Linked DNA regions of Triticum aestivum: region 2 is linked to region 1. Evidence: chromatin contacts called from public Hi-C data. All regions are on one chromosome and are shown on one strand. The core of a region is the stretch at or near the end of the contact, and the rest is flanking DNA. Distances in the headings are between cores, read along the strand shown.

The links. Hi-C and Micro-C count contacts between places; a contact is called where the count stands out from the background.
Region 2: a Hi-C map of leaf shows a contact between it and region 1, with 5 times the contacts expected there. The contact joins the promoter of LOC123090952 here to the promoter of LOC123090947 in region 1. A contact is called at or near these places in 3 of 5 Hi-C or Micro-C datasets (all in leaf).

The regions. Positions count from the first base shown.
Region 1 is chr4B:52,634,950-52,638,534 of IWGSC CS RefSeq v2.1, reverse strand. It overlaps LOC123090947 (GTP-binding protein At3g49725, chloroplastic), which reads left to right and starts at 1,542. Exons shown (of 14, transcript XM_044512315.1): 1 at 1,542-2,056; 2 at 3,336-3,400. The coding sequence starts at 1,675.
Region 2 is chr4B:52,899,344-52,903,210 of IWGSC CS RefSeq v2.1, reverse strand. It overlaps LOC123090952, which reads right to left and starts at 1,555. Exons shown (of 7, transcript XM_044512322.1): 1 at 1,154-1,555; 2 at 493-534. The coding sequence starts at 1,273.

The DNA.
Region 1 (3,585 bases), core at 293-2,792:
CTCTCCTTAGTTTCCACTGTGGATCCACATATGCTCCACAAAAATCATTTCGATGATTCTGATGCATATGTAGAAAATTCATAATCTGATCTGCATCTTGATCTGAGATGTGGACTTGTTCTCCGGGTTTCTCGAAATCATGGGTTTTGGCTACCTCTTCACTCTCGTCCTCGACAATTATATTATGCAAAATGACACAACATCTCATCAGTTGCCACAAAGTCTCTAATTCCCACACAATTACAGCCTCATAAAACAATTCCTCAACGAGCTCGGAGCACTCCGAATGCCCTCTCTACATCCTTCCTGATTGCTTCTTACATTGATGCAAAGTGGCCTTTTGTTTGTTGCCATGAGATCGATTATGGTCTTAACAAACGCCACCCACTGAGGATAGATTTCATCTGCAAGGTAGCACCCCATGTTGTAGTCATTCCCGTTGACACGGTAGTTGCACGGCGGCGCGTCCCCATTGCAAAAGTCCTTTGGTCGCTGGAGTGCATTGATGTCGTTGTGAAAACCAAACATGCCAAATCCACAAGTCGTTTGATGTCACTGCTTCGGGTATGACGGTGGCCTCTTTAGTGTGACATTAGTACATCACATGCACATCTTTGGGCTGTTCTTTCGTTGCCAATGCATGCAATCAATTGAACCGACCATATCTGTAAAGCCTCTTGCTGGCCCAATAGCCATCAACTTTTCTATATCTTGCGCATTTGGTTCTCTCAAATACTCTGCTCCAAACACATGCACCACAACACGGGCAAATCTCACAGTGGTCTTCATGCATATTCTCTCCCCCATCCGGACCATTGCATGAACGACATTGATGGCGGTACCTGATTCAAGCATCCTCATAGCAAGCATGCACTTCTGTGTAGCAAAGAACGAAAGTTGTCTGCAATAATATCCGGTGAGCTTGAAGTAGGAAACATGTGCCTCCACTCCTTCCACCACGTGTAAGACAATGGTTTGTGCATACGGAAGTGTCAATGAAATCATGTATCAGGGGATGTTGGTCTGGGTGGAAATAGTCCTTAAAGAGTAGTCATGCTTCAGCGACCCCATCCCGACTCAAAACTCTTCTCATTTTGATCGTATCCTTGAAATTCAGAATGTGCTTCACCTCCCTGTCCATTTTCTCCTGGATGCTCATTGATCATCAACATCTCGACATCTTCGTTCGACTCAGACGATTCGAATAACTCCTTTTGCGTTGACTCATCAAGCTCCGTGCTTCCATTATCCTCATCTGACGAACCATCCGATGATGGTCAAGGCTGCACAATTGAAGTTTCACAACATAATTAGCAGTCGTTTAATTATAGAAACTGAATTTGAATATTTTGGCCGACGGAGATTTAAGACGAAGGAACTGGAAAGCAGGTGATGAAGTACTGTACATCACAACGACGGTCTATGGACACCTTCCGCATTTCACAGCTCACAGCAGGGCACGATCGTCTGCCGCTCTTGCCGTGCCGAGCGCACCCGACGGCGCACCGTCGTAGCGACTCCCTCGGCCTCTCGCCGACCGCCACGTGCCATCGGATCCGATCCAGCCAAACCGAACTTGCTAAAACGAGCAAAAGCTGCGCACTCTCTCGTCACCCCGCGCCCGACCGGTGGACCCGCCCCTACATCCCCGGACCCCCGCCGGCGCCGCCCGCGATGCTCCGCGCCGCCATCTCGCGCCTCGGCGCCCACCTGCACCGCCAGCCCTCCCCGGCGACCCCTCCCCTCCGCGCGCTCTCCACCGGCCGCGGCAAGCGGTCGTCCCCTACCGCGCCGCCCCCCGAGCCCGAGGACGAGGGCCTCATGCGCGGCCTCTTCGTGCTCTCCCGCGACCCCGCGCACCCGCCGCGCCTGCTGGTGGTGCAGCCGCGCCTCCGCCGTGGCGCCCTCCTCGACTCCAAGCTCTCCGAGGCGCTCAACCTCGCCAGCTCCCTCGAGGAGTCCCGCGACGGCTTCGAGCACGCCGAGTCCGCCGCCAAGGGCGCGCCACCGCACCTCGTCGTCCAGAACCCAGCCTCCCGCGGCCGCAACCATGCCGGTACCCAACTAACCTCTCCGTGCCTACTGCTTGGCTCAAGTGGGAGTGTTTTTGCTTTGGGGTTGCAATGACAACTGCGAATAGGAATCGCGTTCCAGTTCCATTTTTATGGGGACTACTGTGGCCAGATTCTTAAGATCTGCATAGTATGCATGAATTATACTGCTCAGTTAGGCTTACTTAAATTTACCTCGTTGTCTGATAGGGGATTGTGTGTTGGTAGGAGGAGGCACATTTAGCTTGTTCTTCCACGATTGTTTAAGCTACACTGTGGTAGTATACGCAGGGTGCTGGTCATGGCTCATGCATGCATTGCTTTCGCCTAGTCATTCCAGACTTGATCAAATTGGGATAATGCTGCTTTCAATGGCTCGTAGTTTAGTCCAAGTTACCTGAGATTACGGTATATTTGGTGATGGATCACATTCTATAGAGCTGCTAGATCTCTGTTTGATATGGTATGAAGTGGAAGTCGTGCGAGCTGCAATCTGGCACCAAGAATTTAGTTACTATAGATGTTTCACTGTGATGCAATGGTTCTATTATTTTGAAGTCTTGTCATAGTGATTTATTCTTTCTTACATATTTATGATTTTGGTGTTAAAGTTACATCAGTGTGACCAGTGGCGAATCTAGCAGGACATTGGATGGTAGGCTTAAAACACAAATTTCCTAAGTCTAATTACCAAATGCATTGCAATTGTTGCATGTAAAGCACCAGAATATACTTGTCAAGTGGTATGTTTAGCTTAATAAGATTTTGGAGGGTAGGCTTAAGCCTATTGAAGCCTCCCTGGTGGAATCGCCACTGAGTGTGACACCGCAGCTCCAGTGGCAGAGCATACAGTTTTGATGGTTGAGGCTGTGGGTTCATAGACTCGTTCTCATCATAAGAGCAAGGATACAAAGCGCTTCTTGCGAGTTATCAATTATTTTTTGGGTTTTAAGCAGAGATCTGCTTTTGCCAACCCTTTCGAAAAGTGCAGGGTTACTCCACAAAACTTAAGAGCTTTGCCTTCTAGATTGATATACACAGCCAAAAAGAGTTGCGTATATCCTGGAGTTGGATTGGTAAGCAAGAGGGTCATACACTTAAGAGTTATAAAGGTCGATATATGCACTTGAATTTTGTACCATTGCCTGTTTGTAGTTATTTTAGAACTCATGTCGAAACATTTTTGCTAGCATTTGAAATTCGTCTTCCCACTTAGGTATTCTTATTGATGTGGCTTATTCAGGACTACAAATGTTTATGTAAACTCACAATTCATCATGCCAGATACGTATTTTGGACCTGGAACTGTGGATAATATCAAGTGTTACCTGAGGGCATTGGACGAAAAGGTGCACATTTCTCTTGCCTCTTGTACATAGTGTCTCATCTATTATTTTTTTCCTTTCTATGCTTTTGTATTTAGATACTTCTGCTTGTTTCTGTACTGCATGCAAAAATGTCGCATAAAACATATTGTTTAGGACTACTTTTGTGATCTAGACAATCTTATATTTCTTTACAGAGGGAGTACTCC
Region 2 (3,867 bases), core at 306-2,805, 260 kb before region 1:
AGCGTATAACTGAGTACAGGATGATAAATTCGTCATCCCCTATTGGTTCTCCCTATGTCTTCAAAGTAGAGTTCACATTGGACTAATAACTGAACCAATGTAATTCTGGCAATACAAAAGTGAGCTTTAGAGAAAGCACGGCAGTTTTCTTCCTGTGGAAATCGCTAGATGGTCTATCTTAGTACTAGTATAGGCCAAAGACAATGACGAGAGGCTAGCCTTGGCAAGATCTTAAACACCAAACAGTACTAAATTTTAGAGAGCAAGATGATGATTCTCATCAGACCATTACATCCACCTAAGGATCCTTCTGCTATTTCCCATAAAAAACAACGAACTACAAAACATAGTATTGCTGAAGACTCTAGACATAAACACAAATTTGGGGTAAACAAGCTCACAACCACCAATCATGATGATCTAAAATGCCGTTTCCGACAGTTTAGAAGGGGCAAATCGAAGAAGAAAATAACATTGACTTAAGTAAGGTACCTGAGTGTAGAACCAATCAACACTTTTACGAACGTGGCCAACCTGTCACAGAGGAAAATACAAATAAAAATGTCGATCAAATGAAATGTAGCAGAAGATACTAAGACACCTTTTATCTTCGAGCAAGTTGAATATCACAAAGATAACAAAGAGGCCAAGCAATTGGCAGTAACCTCATATAACTGACAGGTCGTAGCAACACACCTCGCACGCAAGGGAGGAAGTGTGGTAGTACAGTCCTAAGCATAACATTTACCCATTTGCAGTGCTCGTGTAATCTCGAGAGGAGGGCCTCGCTTTGGATCAACAGAGCGAGCAGTGTGGGGTGGTTCAAGAGCATTACTAACAGGATTCAAGTCAAGTGCCATGTACGTATTTCAAACCACAGAAGGTTGTAAACAGCATAAGAAACACAAAATCCTTCAGAAGAGCAACGCTGCTTTCCGTAACAGACGGGTTGATGCGGAATTGTGAATGGTACAGCAGATTGCAGTTAGGCCAGAACTAAATGGAGCAAATCGTCATGGAAGCCATGATACTAAACGAGCAAGCGAGGCTCATGATCACGCACACCGCGATTATTACAAGCAAGAACTAAATGTACAAAGCTGGTTGAACAACGTAACAGGGGAAGCGAGAGGAAGGTGGGTGGGTTGCTCACCGCGAGGGTCGCGGTGGCGGCGCCGACGAGGCCGAAGACGAGCAGCCCCCAGGCCTTGGAAGGCCGCTCCTCCTGCCCCCTCCCAGCGCCCTCGGATTTCCCCTCCTGCGGGGAGGACATCTCCTCCTCCGCGAATTCCTATCTCCCGATTCGAGCTCGCCGCCGGGGGTCGCGGGAGGCCAGGCTCATGCTTTCCCGGATCAAACCCCTCTGCCGCTTCGGTTAGCTTCTCCGCCGGCTTCTGCCGCGCTGCGGCGACCGGCGAGACCTCCGGGTGGGGTGGGGGGAGGACGATTCGGAGTTGGATTGGTGGGCGGTGCGGGGAGACGGCCGGTGAGGGGGAGGAGGAGACGGGTCGCGGAGCCGCAGCCGAGTGATGGCGTGGCGACGCGTTGGATGAGTGGAATCTCGCTTTCGGCACACGGGTTCGGTCGGTCGGTCGATGCTGTGTTCCGCACGGAAAGCGGGATTTCCGCGTCCGTTGGATTCTTTCGTGGAGCACTTCTCGTCCGTCCGTTATTTTGCGCGCGGCTTTGGATTGATAGATAGACAGGGGCTGGTTTCCTGAAACTATGCGTGGATTAACATGGATTTCGATCTGGATATTTGACCCCGATCGTCGGGGAAATGGTTGTAGGTTCATAGCCACGTTGATCCAATTCGACCCACTTATCCAATCAACTTTATCCAGATCAAACAAACACTCGTTCACAATGCACGGCTGTACTTCTTATGAAACTTTATATATGGATTTTTTTTATATAAAAAGATACTCCCTCTGTTCCTAAATATAAAATGTTTTAGATTTTCTCTACTGTATTTTCTAAGATTTGTATGTATCCAGACGTGTTTTAGTGTGTATATTCACTCATCTTTATTCATGTGCATCTAAAACGTCTTATAATTACAAATGGAGGGAGTACATACCATATTTGATATAGGGGAAACTCTAGGGTGGCCCGATCTTCACGAACTAGATGATCCGTTGCCCTGGCACAAAGATCAATTGAAACATGTTCTATTTTACTTTTTGAAATGTGTGTGTGTGTGTGTGGGGGGGGGGGGGTCCCACCTGAATATATTTCAGAAGTCAACAAATGTTCAGACTTCACAATTGTTGTGGGAGAGGAACTCATGCGACATACCGGCGTGGCCCTTTAGATTTTCAGACTTAAGTCGATGAGACCAAATAATCAAATCGTCGATGGTAACTCTAATAGAAACAGAAGCATTAATGTCGAGCCCTTGTAAAACTTTCTTGTTTCTTGCGTCCCAATTTTTCGAAGGATGAGAAGTATCATGAAAGGGTGAACCAAAGTGGGCAGTTGTGCGGGGTAGAGTTGTGTTGATCCCCTCTGCCTGTTTCTAACGTCTTCATTCTAAAAACAAGGTGGCTGTTTTTATTCACTTTTATTGCTAGTGGTCTCGCTGCCATGTTGAAGAACCGACAAGAAAAATAAATTACATCCCTCAAGGTGTGTCTGCGAGCCCTAGCATATTCCATTTACGTACACCGCTCTTTTTTAAGGCGGGCGCACAACAACAATGATACGTCCATTTTGCAACATGTTTTCTACTGTTATTTATAATGTTTGTATGCATAATAATGCTTTATAGAGTAATTCTAATGCATTTTCTCTCATAATATGCAAGGTTTACATAAAGAGGGAGAGTACCGACAGCTGAAATTCTGGACTTGAAAAAGCTACATCAGAGATACCCATTCTGCACATCTCCAGATGAGCTGAAATTTCACGGAGAATTATTTTAAAATATTTAATAAATATTGAAGAAAAGAACTACTGGAGGGGCGCCACTGGGTGCCCACGAGACACCAGGGCGCGTCCTGGTGGGTGGTGGGCAGCCCAGCCCACCTCTGGTGCCCATCTTCTAGTATATAGTCTTTTTTGACATAGAAAAAAAGGAGATGACTTTCAGGACGGAGCGCCGTCGTCTAGGCGGAACTTGGACAAGAGCACTTTTCCCTCCGGCGGAGCAATTCGCGGGAGGAACTTCCCTCCCGGAGGGAGAAATCGAAGTCACCGTCATCACCAACAACTCTCTCATCTTTGGGAGGCCAATCTCCATCAACATCTTCAACAACACCATCTCATCTCAAACTCTAGTTCATCTTCTATGTTCAATCTTTGTACCGGAACCTCAGATTGGTACATGTGGGTGACTAGAGTGTGTGAGTAGTTACCTTTGCTCTTGAGTCCACGGGATAAGTCATGTTGCAAGTAATCATGTAAATTTGATATGTGTTTGATATTTTGATGATATGTATGTTGAGATTCCTTTAGTGGTGTCATGTGAACATCGACTACATGGCACTTCACCATCTTTGGGCCTAAGGAAATGCATCGTGGAGTAGTTATTAGATGATGGTTGCTAGAGTGACAGAAGTTTAAACCCTAGTTTATGCGCTACTTCGTAAGGGACTGATTTGGATCCATATGTTTAATGTTATGGTTAAATTTTATATTAATACTTTTCTCGTACTTGCGGGTTCTTGCGAGGGGGTTAATCATAAGTGAAAGGTTTGTTCGAGTAAGAACAACATTCAAGCAGCGGCCCATCCACATATCAAATTATCAAAGTAGCAAACGCAAACCAAACCAACATGATGAAAGTGGCTAGACGAAATTTCCGTGTGCCCTCAAGAACGCTTTGCTTATCATAAGGGACTGTTTTGGCTTGTCCTTTGCCACAAA